Linked DNA regions of Mus musculus: region 1 is linked to region 2. A link is a contact called in public HiChIP or PLAC-seq data. All regions are on one chromosome and are shown on one strand. The core of a region is the stretch at or near the end of the contact, and the rest is flanking DNA. Distances in the headings are between cores, read along the strand shown. Region 1 overlaps Gm32840 (a long non-coding RNA gene). Region 2 has its middle 46 kb from the start of Slc38a2.

Evidence for each region. HiChIP or PLAC-seq counts read pairs in DNA pulled down with a chosen protein or histone mark.
Region 1: an H3K27ac HiChIP or PLAC-seq map of heart atrium shows a contact between it and region 2, with 5 read pairs. The contact joins two enhancer-like sites. A contact is called at or near these places in 1 of 484 Hi-C or Micro-C datasets (embryonic stem cells) and 1 of 115 datasets of contacts at active chromatin or transcription factors (heart atrium).

Annotation. Positions count from the first base shown.
Region 1 is chr15:97,100,531-97,105,623 of GRCm38.p6, forward strand. The region is part of intron 3 of Gm32840 (a long non-coding RNA gene); the gene reads left to right. Gm32733 (a long non-coding RNA gene) reads right to left here. Exons shown (of 4, transcript XR_384402.2): 4 at 1,995-2,609. Among named protein-coding and RNA genes, the nearest start is that of Gm32733, 4.7 kb to the right of the region's middle. Within about 2 kb of position 1,866, at least 58 of the 459 cell types and tissues checked have an H3K27ac peak or open chromatin away from gene starts, as enhancers often do. A contact at or near this core is called in heart atrium, where this site is marked.
Region 2 is chr15:96,743,335-96,747,890 of GRCm38.p6, forward strand. No RefSeq gene overlaps it. Among named protein-coding and RNA genes, the nearest start is that of Slc38a2, 46 kb to the left of the region's middle. Within about 2 kb of position 1,582, at least 138 of the 459 cell types and tissues checked have an H3K27ac peak or open chromatin away from gene starts, as enhancers often do. A contact at or near this core is called in heart atrium, where this site is marked.

The sequences.
Region 1 (5,093 bases), core at 616-3,115, 360 kb after region 2:
AGACTAAAGCCATTGACAAAATAATCAAATTAGAACTGGCCAGAAGGGCCAGGGATACAATGCAGAAGTGGTAGGCCCAGGGTGACCTAGTCCCACCTCACTCCCATAGTTGTAACTATTGTAAATATTATAACTATTGTAACAATAGTTACTACTTGCTGCTACACCACCTCACTCCCATAGTTGTAACATTGTAAATATTATAACTATTGTAACAATAGTTACTACTTGCTGCTACACCACTTCACTCCCATAGTTGTAACATTGTTTACTACTCGCTGCTACACCAGGCTCTGGCTCCCGCCCTGGGGATCTGCACTTAGGTCGCCATGCTGCTGCAGGGGGCACTTTACCCTCTGAGTTCACCATCTCCCTATCCCACTGTGCAACGTTTTCCAGATGACAAAGTTTTTAGAACTGGAAAGCAGGTTAGCAGTCAGTGCTGCTGGTGCAGATGAGAAGAGGGTGGCCCTGGGAGAGGGAAGATGGGTGACTCTGTAAAGGACAAATTGAAGGATCTGTATAGTGTGGGGACCTGGCTGGTGCTGTGGACACGGAGATGCCTGGGTGATAAGACTGTATAGGGCTAGGAACTTACACACCCTGGGTAAGGTAGACACAGACTCCGCCTCTGCTATTTCTCTGCTCTTTCTTATTGTTGCTGTGATCTAAGATGGTTCAGTTGTTGTTGTTGTTGTTGTTGTGTGTGTGTGTTTGGGGGGGAGGTGTCTCTCTGTTGTGTGAGCATAGGCCTGAAGCAATGGTTCCTGCATTTTATTACTGGGGCCTTCTGGGGGCTCCATTAGCAGCCTCCTGCTGGAGCCTCAGTGGGGCCTGAGAGTCACAGCTCATCAGGTCCTAAGATGCTGCTGCTGATTAGCCTAGGAGCCATTGAGAAGCTCTAAATCAGGGCCTCATTCCAGGGCGCCTAGGTTTGTGTCTGTTTTTCTTACAAAGCCCTGGGTGTCTTTGCTGGCAAAGCCAAGTCTTTGAAGAATGTTACCCTTTGTTTAGGCACCACAGAGGTGAGGGTAAGGAACATAGGCCTCCAGCTCCATCCTGGAAATGAATGATAGGGGTGTCCTCAGGGTGGGGCCCCAGCCACCTATTTCTCAACGGGCACATCATACTTAAAGCTTTATGAAGCTTCATCCCATGCATGTTGAAGTTTGAGGATGAGTGGATCAGAGGGAGAGAACAGGAGAGGATGTGAGGGAGACAGGATGTTTGTATTCTCTGTCAGCAGACAGAAGGGCCCTCCCAGGTGTATTTCAATTAGCAACAGGATGTGGCAAAGGGAAGGCTGAAGTGTAGCTTCTGTGAGGGAGTGGTCATTAGCCTTGATCAAGGACCTCACCTGCAAACTCAGATGGCCAGATCTGTTAGCTCCTACACAGCAGGGCTGCCCTGATTAACCAAAGGATCCATCAGAAAGCACACAAGGAAGAAAGCCCATGATTGGCATTAAGGGACGGTCAGTGGGATTGAGCAGTACCTATTGTATGTTCATAAATGACCCAACACCGTGGTCCAGGGAGGAATTCAGACAAGAAAGCCACGTTCCTGGCTTTCAAGAGTCTCTGACCTAGGCCCAGAGCGGAAGCCATCTTTTGAGCAGTTCCCTCGCACACGGAACTCTCCTGCTCCATAACTGACGTTGAGTTGCCTGTTGAAGTCCACTCTGTTCTTGTGAGGGTTCGGGAATGCGAGAGCAGTGTTTGGTTTCTTGGCCTTCTCCTATTCCTAGCTATGATGTGAGATGGGGCTGTCAACAGTGAGAGAAGCAGTAAGCTCAGGGTGTGCACACAAGTGTGTTTAGTACCAACCACAGGCAGACAGCACATCGCTGCTGCTCTATTTATGGGACAGGGTGAGGATTGGCAGGGGACCAGCCCAAGCCTGGCTTGTCCCTGCAGCTACTCAAGTTCATGTAAAACCAGAAGACATCTACTTATTTGTTCTGCCCACAAATCTGCCAGTAAAATACATAACCAGTGTAATATATTTCAACACAAAATTATACCGTGTTCAACACATTAATGGGAGATTGACAAACCTCAAAATTTTTTCTCTTTGTTGATAGTTTTTCGAGATCTGAAGTTTCTCACCAACTTCTGACCTTGTAAAGAGATACTTCAAACATAGGGATGAACCTGGGTGTCGGGATAGAGTAGTCTTCGGTTTGACCTTCCAAATGCCACCATTTTTCTATTTGGTGAAGTTGCCTAAATGTATTAAGCCTCAGTCTTCCTATAGGCAATGTGGGTTAAAGTGCCTGCCTGAAGTGGGCAATTTAAGAAGGGACAATGACAAGCGTGACAGGCCTGGCATGCATGGGAACACAAACCAGTTCCTTTCTCTCCACACTGCAGATGAGTTCTCTGTCTCAGCACAGTGTGCCTGAAAGTCGTGATCCACCGCAGTCCCTCTGCTTTCTTGCAGTCTCTTTTCTCGTTGCTTCCGACAGCATAAAGTTAGCCCTTAGGAGGCTGAGTCAGCTCGACCCTGGTTGCCAAAAGCTCTTAGGCGCCTTTTATGGTCTGAAAAATGATACTTGCGCCTGGAAAGCATCCAAGTCACCAAGACACTCGAGCTCATGTCTGGCAGCTCTGTAGATAACAGAAAACAAAACGTGAAGGAGAACAAAATTATTGTCATCTGCCTCAGAGGACACAACAAAAGTTCTGACTACTTTGATCAGTAGGACCCGAGTCTTCTGGAATATAGAGTTAGAATAAGAAGATAAACTAGGGTCCTGATTGCTCATGGCCACCATAAAGATAAAACCGTGGGCTGGGGATGAGGTCTGGAGGAGGCCGTGCCACACAAGCCTGCGGATCTGAATTTGGATTGCCAGAAACTATAGGGAAAAAAACAAAACCAGCCATGGCAGCCTATGCTCGTAATACCAGCATTTGTGGAGACAGGCGAATCTATGACACCCATTGGACAGCCTGCACAGCCAAATGCATGTGCTTAGGACTCCGTGAGAGACCTTCTCTCAAAAAGTCAAGGTGAAGACTCCCCATGCTGAGTTCTAGGCTCATATGCCTGTGTACCCATGTACATGCCTGTCTGTGTGCACAGTCATACTAACACACACACACACACACACACACACACACACACACACACACCAGGAGTCAGCAACATGGTTCAAAGAGTAAAAGTGCTTCCTGACATGCAAGCCCCTATGACCTGAGTTCAATCCCTAGGATGTAAATAGTGGGAAAAGATAACCAGCTCCCACCAGTTATCCTCTGACGCCCACGCACATGCCCCACATACATACACATACAAAATAAACAAATAAAATGTTAGAATTGATATAAAAAAAAACCCAGAGTTTCCAATTTCAATGAAAACAGAGCAATCAATAAATAAGAAAAGACTTGCTGCTGGATATAGTTTCCCATGTAATAATTTAATTTTTGCATGGGAATTATAATTAAATTATGAGTTTGCTGAATATGAATTGGACAACCAGACAAAATGATTCCAGGAATTGACTCATAGAACAATGTATGAAGAGCCCATAGAGAAGGAAATATGGGCAATTATGAGAGTATTACCAGGCTGTTCTAAGCACGTTCCATACAACTTATTCCCGTTTATACATTTTTACTATGGAGCCGCAAGCTGCCTGGGGCAACCTCAAATGCTGAGCTTCCTCTACACTCCACCCCAGACTCCTGACTAACTGGGGTGTATACAACTGTAGCTGTTGTGCAATCCTAACATGAGCCCTCCAACAGAGAACTAACTAGCAATGTATATTTGGAAAAATAGTTTTCTGAAATGCCAACATGATACAGCTGATGAGAGCCCTGCTGACATTCAAACCCAGGGAATCTGACCCAAGAGATTTGCCTCAGGAGGAGTATTCTGCTTCCAAGGAACTGAGAGGACAACTCAGTGACAAAGACTGGAGTTCAGGCCTCCAGACACCAAGGAAAGCTGGATGCAAGAGCTCATATCTACAATCCCAGTATTCCTATGGTAATACGGTATTGGAAGGCAGGGAATCCCCAGGGGCCCAGAGGCCAGCTATTCTGGCATATGCATTGGTGAACAAGAGACTCAGTCTCAAACAAGGTGGAAATTGAAGACCAAGAAAGCTATGACTGTCCTCTGACCTCTACGTGGGCACTGTGGCATGTGCACACCTGCACTCACACATGAACAGGACACATACGTGTGCATGCATGCATACACACGCACACATAATAAGACACAAGGAGGACATGTTCACAAGGTCCAACATGTGCCTAACAAGAAGGAAGCAGATGAACAGAAGAAAAAAATAATTGAGAAATAAGAACAGAAACTATTGAGTAGAGAAAAGTTCCTGTTAGGTGTAGGGGCATTTCTGATACTAAGGTCCTATTTCCCAAGATTAGTTATTGATCTGTCAGTAAAGAAAGCCATGGGCCAATTGTTACATGGAAGGAATAGGCAGAACTTCCAGGTCCCTGGAGAGAGAAAAAAGAACAGATGCAAGAGAGGGGAGGAGAGTTCACCATGCCTCTGATGAGGAAAAGCTGACCGGCCATGTGAGACCCACAGCTGCTTCTATGGGTAGATGGTCAGGGATGTTGAGCAGGGACTAGATTTAACTGAGTGACTAAGGTTAGGGCAGGTGGGAGGAGCAGAGATAAGAATATCAGCAAGAGCACACTTTTCCAGCCTGGAGATAGCTGCACCCAGCAATTGTGCCAAGAAGGCAAGTTGAAAATAAACAACGGAGTGTCTGTGTCTTTTATCCGTGGAGTCAAGGGAAGCTGGGTGGGGGCTGGTACCATGGCCTGTTCCCAGAACTAAGGCAGGGTAGGGGAAAGCTACAGGCAACAGATAGGTTCTAAGAAAGACTTTTTAAAAATCTAGGTGAATGCTTGTGTAAGTTTTAGAAGTGTAGAATAAAGGAAGCAGGGGCTGGTAAGAGAGAAGCGAGGCCACAAAGGTGTCCACTGACCAAGCTGTGACATGTGCCCCCCACCCCAAACATTCTTTTTTAAAAAGTTAAAAGTCAAAACAGCTAGCTGTACATGGAGCCTGCAAAGCAGGCGAATGGTGGAGGTTTTTGTGTAGCAACA
Region 2 (4,556 bases), core at 332-2,831:
GGGTAGGGAAGCTGCCCTGCCCAGTGAAGGAAGTGATTCATTGACAGCCATGCTTGGGGAAACGCAACTCAGGATTGCATCAGCCAGCATTTGAAAACAACGGGTCCCAGGAAATTGTTTGGAAATCCATCCTGGCACTTTCCCTTATTGGTCTAACTACTGGCTGGGTTAATGCAAGCAGCTGCCGCTGGTGCTGTGCGTTGCTGGTTATGTACTCTGGTAGCTCTGGAAGGGGTGTGGGAGGCTCTCTCATTTGCTCACTGAGGGAAATGAGGCCCACAGAGGACCTGGGGTTTGCTCAGTGTTGCGTAAGCAGAAGGTGGTGGAACCAGGAGTTCCTAAATTATCCAGTTCTGCCAAGGTAGCATGAGGGCATGGGTTGTAATCGGATCTCTTAGAAACTTGCTTTTCTGACTTGGGGAATGGACTCCATACTCTGCGGTAACGTTGTAAATATGACACGAAACCCTGTGAGCGCATGCATGTAAAACATCGCAGGCAGTATTTTCACATACACAGAACACTGCATTTATGAATCACGTCTGTATTATGTATCGCCTTCTACTCTTCCCTCCTACCATCTTGTCGACAGGCATAGGCTTAACTTACACTTCTAGACATCCACCCCAAATCTTTTACCTACATTGTAGCAAATTACAGCACGGTTTATGAAATCCCCGACCTAATGGTTTCTCTGGGGACTAACTTAGAGCAAATTTCCTCCAGTATTTTCATTGTTAGCCTCTTCGTCCATTTTGCAAAGGCCAAGAGCATTTCCAGGTGATCAAGATGAAGCTACGGTTTGTTGAATCGTACCGTTGGATGGTGTCCGGACGGAGCTGTAATACATGAGCCAGATGACATATCAGAAGAGGCCATAAACATGGGGCCGAAGCAGAATCACAAAAATGCACTTATCTGCCAACGCATTGGTGTAAGCAGTTACACAGCTGGTCAGGAATTTCCTGCCGTGCCATTTCCCCTCCCCCCTATGGAACTTTTCAATGGCTTGAAATGGGCGCCCGCACCTCTTCCTCGGGCCTGGCGCCTGGCTGTTATCAGCTCCATTCAGCTATTCCTCCCTATAAGGTTTGGAGTGCTCCTGACACTTGTGAATGGGTGTGCCCAGGAATGTGTGTCTGTGTCTGTGTCACCGAAGACCCGGTGTCATCTTCCCCTTCTCTCACACAGGAGTGCTGTGAGTGACTTTTCTAACACGTATTAGTTCTTTAGACGTCTAGGAAAACAGTTTCATAAGATCAGAAGCCATGCGTGTTTTACCAGAAATAATCTCCTAAAACACTGATATGTCAAGTAGCGGTGAAGAAACTTCCAGGGAGCCGAGGAAGGGAATTGGAGTATTTTTCTTGTCTTTTTAATTTTTTTAAAGACTTATTTACGTGGGTGAGTGTTTTGTCTGTGCATGAAGTGTACATCAAGTGCCCTCAGAGGTCAGAATAAGGCATTGTTTTCCCTGGGACTGGAGTTACAGATGACTGCAAGCCACTCTGTGCTCTTAACTGCTGAGCCATCTCACCAGCCGCTAATCTGAGTATTTCTAGTTAGAACTGTGAGGCAAAGTGAAACAGGATGCTGCAGAGGGTGCCATGAAGCTTGGCTGCCCACAGGGTCCAGGGCAGCCCCACAGCCAACTCAATGAGCTGGTGGAGCACTGGGGGATTCAGTTCTGTTTTCTTCAGCTCAAGAAATGGGAGCGCTGGCCAGTGCTCTTCATCTCTGACTTATTTTGCGAAGTCAAATGAAACACCCTGAAAATCTTCATTTAGATACACAGAGGAAAACTCCCACAGCCCTGTTTTAGCCCACAGACATGCAAATTAACCTATTTTAGCAAATTAACCTATTTTAGCGTGTGTTCCGATCGTGAACAGGAAGTAGCATAGAGAGGGAAATTTGATGGTTTTTAGCTTTCCATGGAGAGACTAGGCCCTTTTGTTTGTTTGTTTTTTTTAAATTAGATTCAGTAATAGCAGATATTTAGGAATTATCAGTTTCCTAAATATAATCTAATGTAAACCCCCTTTTTTATTATCAATTTCATAACAATCTACAAGGACAGGGAGAATATCACTATCTTTTTAAACTCTCTTGGCAGCCCCTTTATGCAGCTGTCAGGTGAGCTTTATCAGGTGTGTTAACTCACTAGGATTACAATTTCTGACAAACTGCACAGGCAAGTGCCTCTGGTGTGGCAGGTTATTCCTTTAATCCCAGCACTACAGAGGCAGAGGCGGGCAGATCTCTGAGAGCTTCAGGCTAGCCTGGTCTACATAGGGATTCCAGGACAGCCAGGGCTACACAGTGAGACCTGTGGGGAAAACATAAAAGAGAACATGCCATTACTACTCTCTTGACCTTACAGTGGAGCTAATGTCTAGAAATGCAAACACAAGTTCATAGAGATTTTACTGGGCAACTGGACGAGGGGTAAACCAGGAATGTGTGTCTTGGAAGGAGCAGGAAGAATAGCCATGACTTCTTCAGGTGATGGCCTATTTTGTAAGACTGGAAACTCGGCGACAAATGTGTTTAGAAGCAGAAGGGAAATTTACTTTGAAAACATTAGCTGCTCAGTAAGTAGGCATGTTGAAAATGAAAACATCAGCAGCAAAAGCTTTTGTAACTACAATTGCTATTATTTATTTTTGTTTTTTACAATACTGGGGTTTGAACCAGGATCTTGTAGGTGCCAGGCAAGTGTTTATCAGCTGAGTTATAGCCTCAGCCTTCAAAATTATAATTTATAGGAAAACAGAATTTCATTGTTATAAGAACAGACTGCATAAAGGCAAAAGCCATTCTTAGACAAAGCTCGTAGAATAGTGTTTAGTAAAGACAGCAGATAGAAACAGACATGTGTCAATAAGTCGATAACAAAGTAATTATAAATAATCATATTATAAAATACATAGGTCCTTAGTAAGGAATTAGCTGAAACATACTGACGACATGAGAGAAGACTTGAATGTATGACTGGCTTGGTTTTTTTTTTTTTTTTTTCTTTCTAATTTTCAAAACAGGGTCTTCATGATGTAGCTCTGGCTGTCCTGAAACTCACTCTGTAGACCAAGATGGCCTGGAAGTCACAGAGATCTGCCTGCCACTGCCTCCCAAGTACTAGGATTAATGACTTTCACCACTACCTAGGTCTGATCAGAATGGCTTTTATTTGGGAGTATTTGATACTGTAACAGCTTGCATTCTTTCTAGAAGAATCTAATTGGTTAACGTTAGTGGAATTAAAAATTCAATAGATATTGTTTTACACTTGTGAAATTAATTGCTTAGTGGAAGACTGCCTGTGCAAAGGAAGCCAGTGGAAGTCCAGAAAGAGGAACAGTGGCTGAATATAGGTTTGCCTTTCCTAAATAGTCGCTAATTCACCAAATGTGTTGAGTCTTTCCTACGCATGTGGCAGCATTTTATAACCAGTGATACAAAAATCAATCAAATAGAGCCAGATTTGGTTTCTCGTGGAACTTAAACTTGGAGATACAAACAGTATGCCAATAAACATGAAAATATGCAAGGTAAATGGTGGTGACATGAAGGAGAAGGAAGCGAAGAAGGGGCCAGACCAGGGAGTTAGGGGCGAAGGTGGGTGTGGGTATGAAACTATTAATACTAACTGTCAACAGGGTGTCTGGAGAACTCTAGGAGTAAGAGTCAGTGAGTTGTGAAGTTATCTGGGATAGTAAAAGCTGCGTTAGACTGAGGGTGCAGCCAGCAATCATGCTTGCTGAGCAGTCTGAAGTCGTGGGTTCAATCCCATGCACTTGAGAAAACAAGTAAAAAAAACCTCGATATGCTAGTTACACAATGCGACCTTAGCTCCAAAGAGACACTGGGAAATGGAAGCAATATGGAGTTCAAAGCCGGCCAAATATATGTGAAGAGTCAGAATGTCATAAACTGGCTAAGAAAATTAACTGCTCTTTAATGGTGCTGGGATAAATTGCTAGCCATTCGATTGGGGAGTGTGTGTGTGGGGAGAGTTTCACACAAATCAAACTTACCAATGGATATAAAGAGCCTCTTGATAAGAAATATGCACTAAACTGTCAGAATATTAATTAAAAACCCACCCGTTCATCCCTTGAGTATAGAAAGAATGTGAACAAAGAAACCAACAGAGCTGATGATAAAGGAAGCTAAGAGTCAGCAGCAGAAGCTTGCGGGTAGAGTTAGAACTGGGAGAAAGCAATGCTGGGGTCTGGGGGAGAGCAGTCAGAAGGGACACGGTGGGAGGGACGTAGCGAGAAACTAACGAAAGCTCTGACCTTTCCATCCAGAAAAACATCCTCAAATAGACGCGTGTATTTTTGCATGTAGTATTGGACATGGCAAACACTCCATCTGTGGACCTCAGATTAAGGACCTTAATATAGCTAGCTCATTTATTTACTCATTTCCAGTGCCGGGCAAGCACCGTGCCATGGAGCCACACCCCCTGCCCCTGTACTGTAGCATTTGAATGTGACATAGGACTTCAAGTTTATTTTTGTTTCTTATTTCTGCAACGTTCAATAAAATCA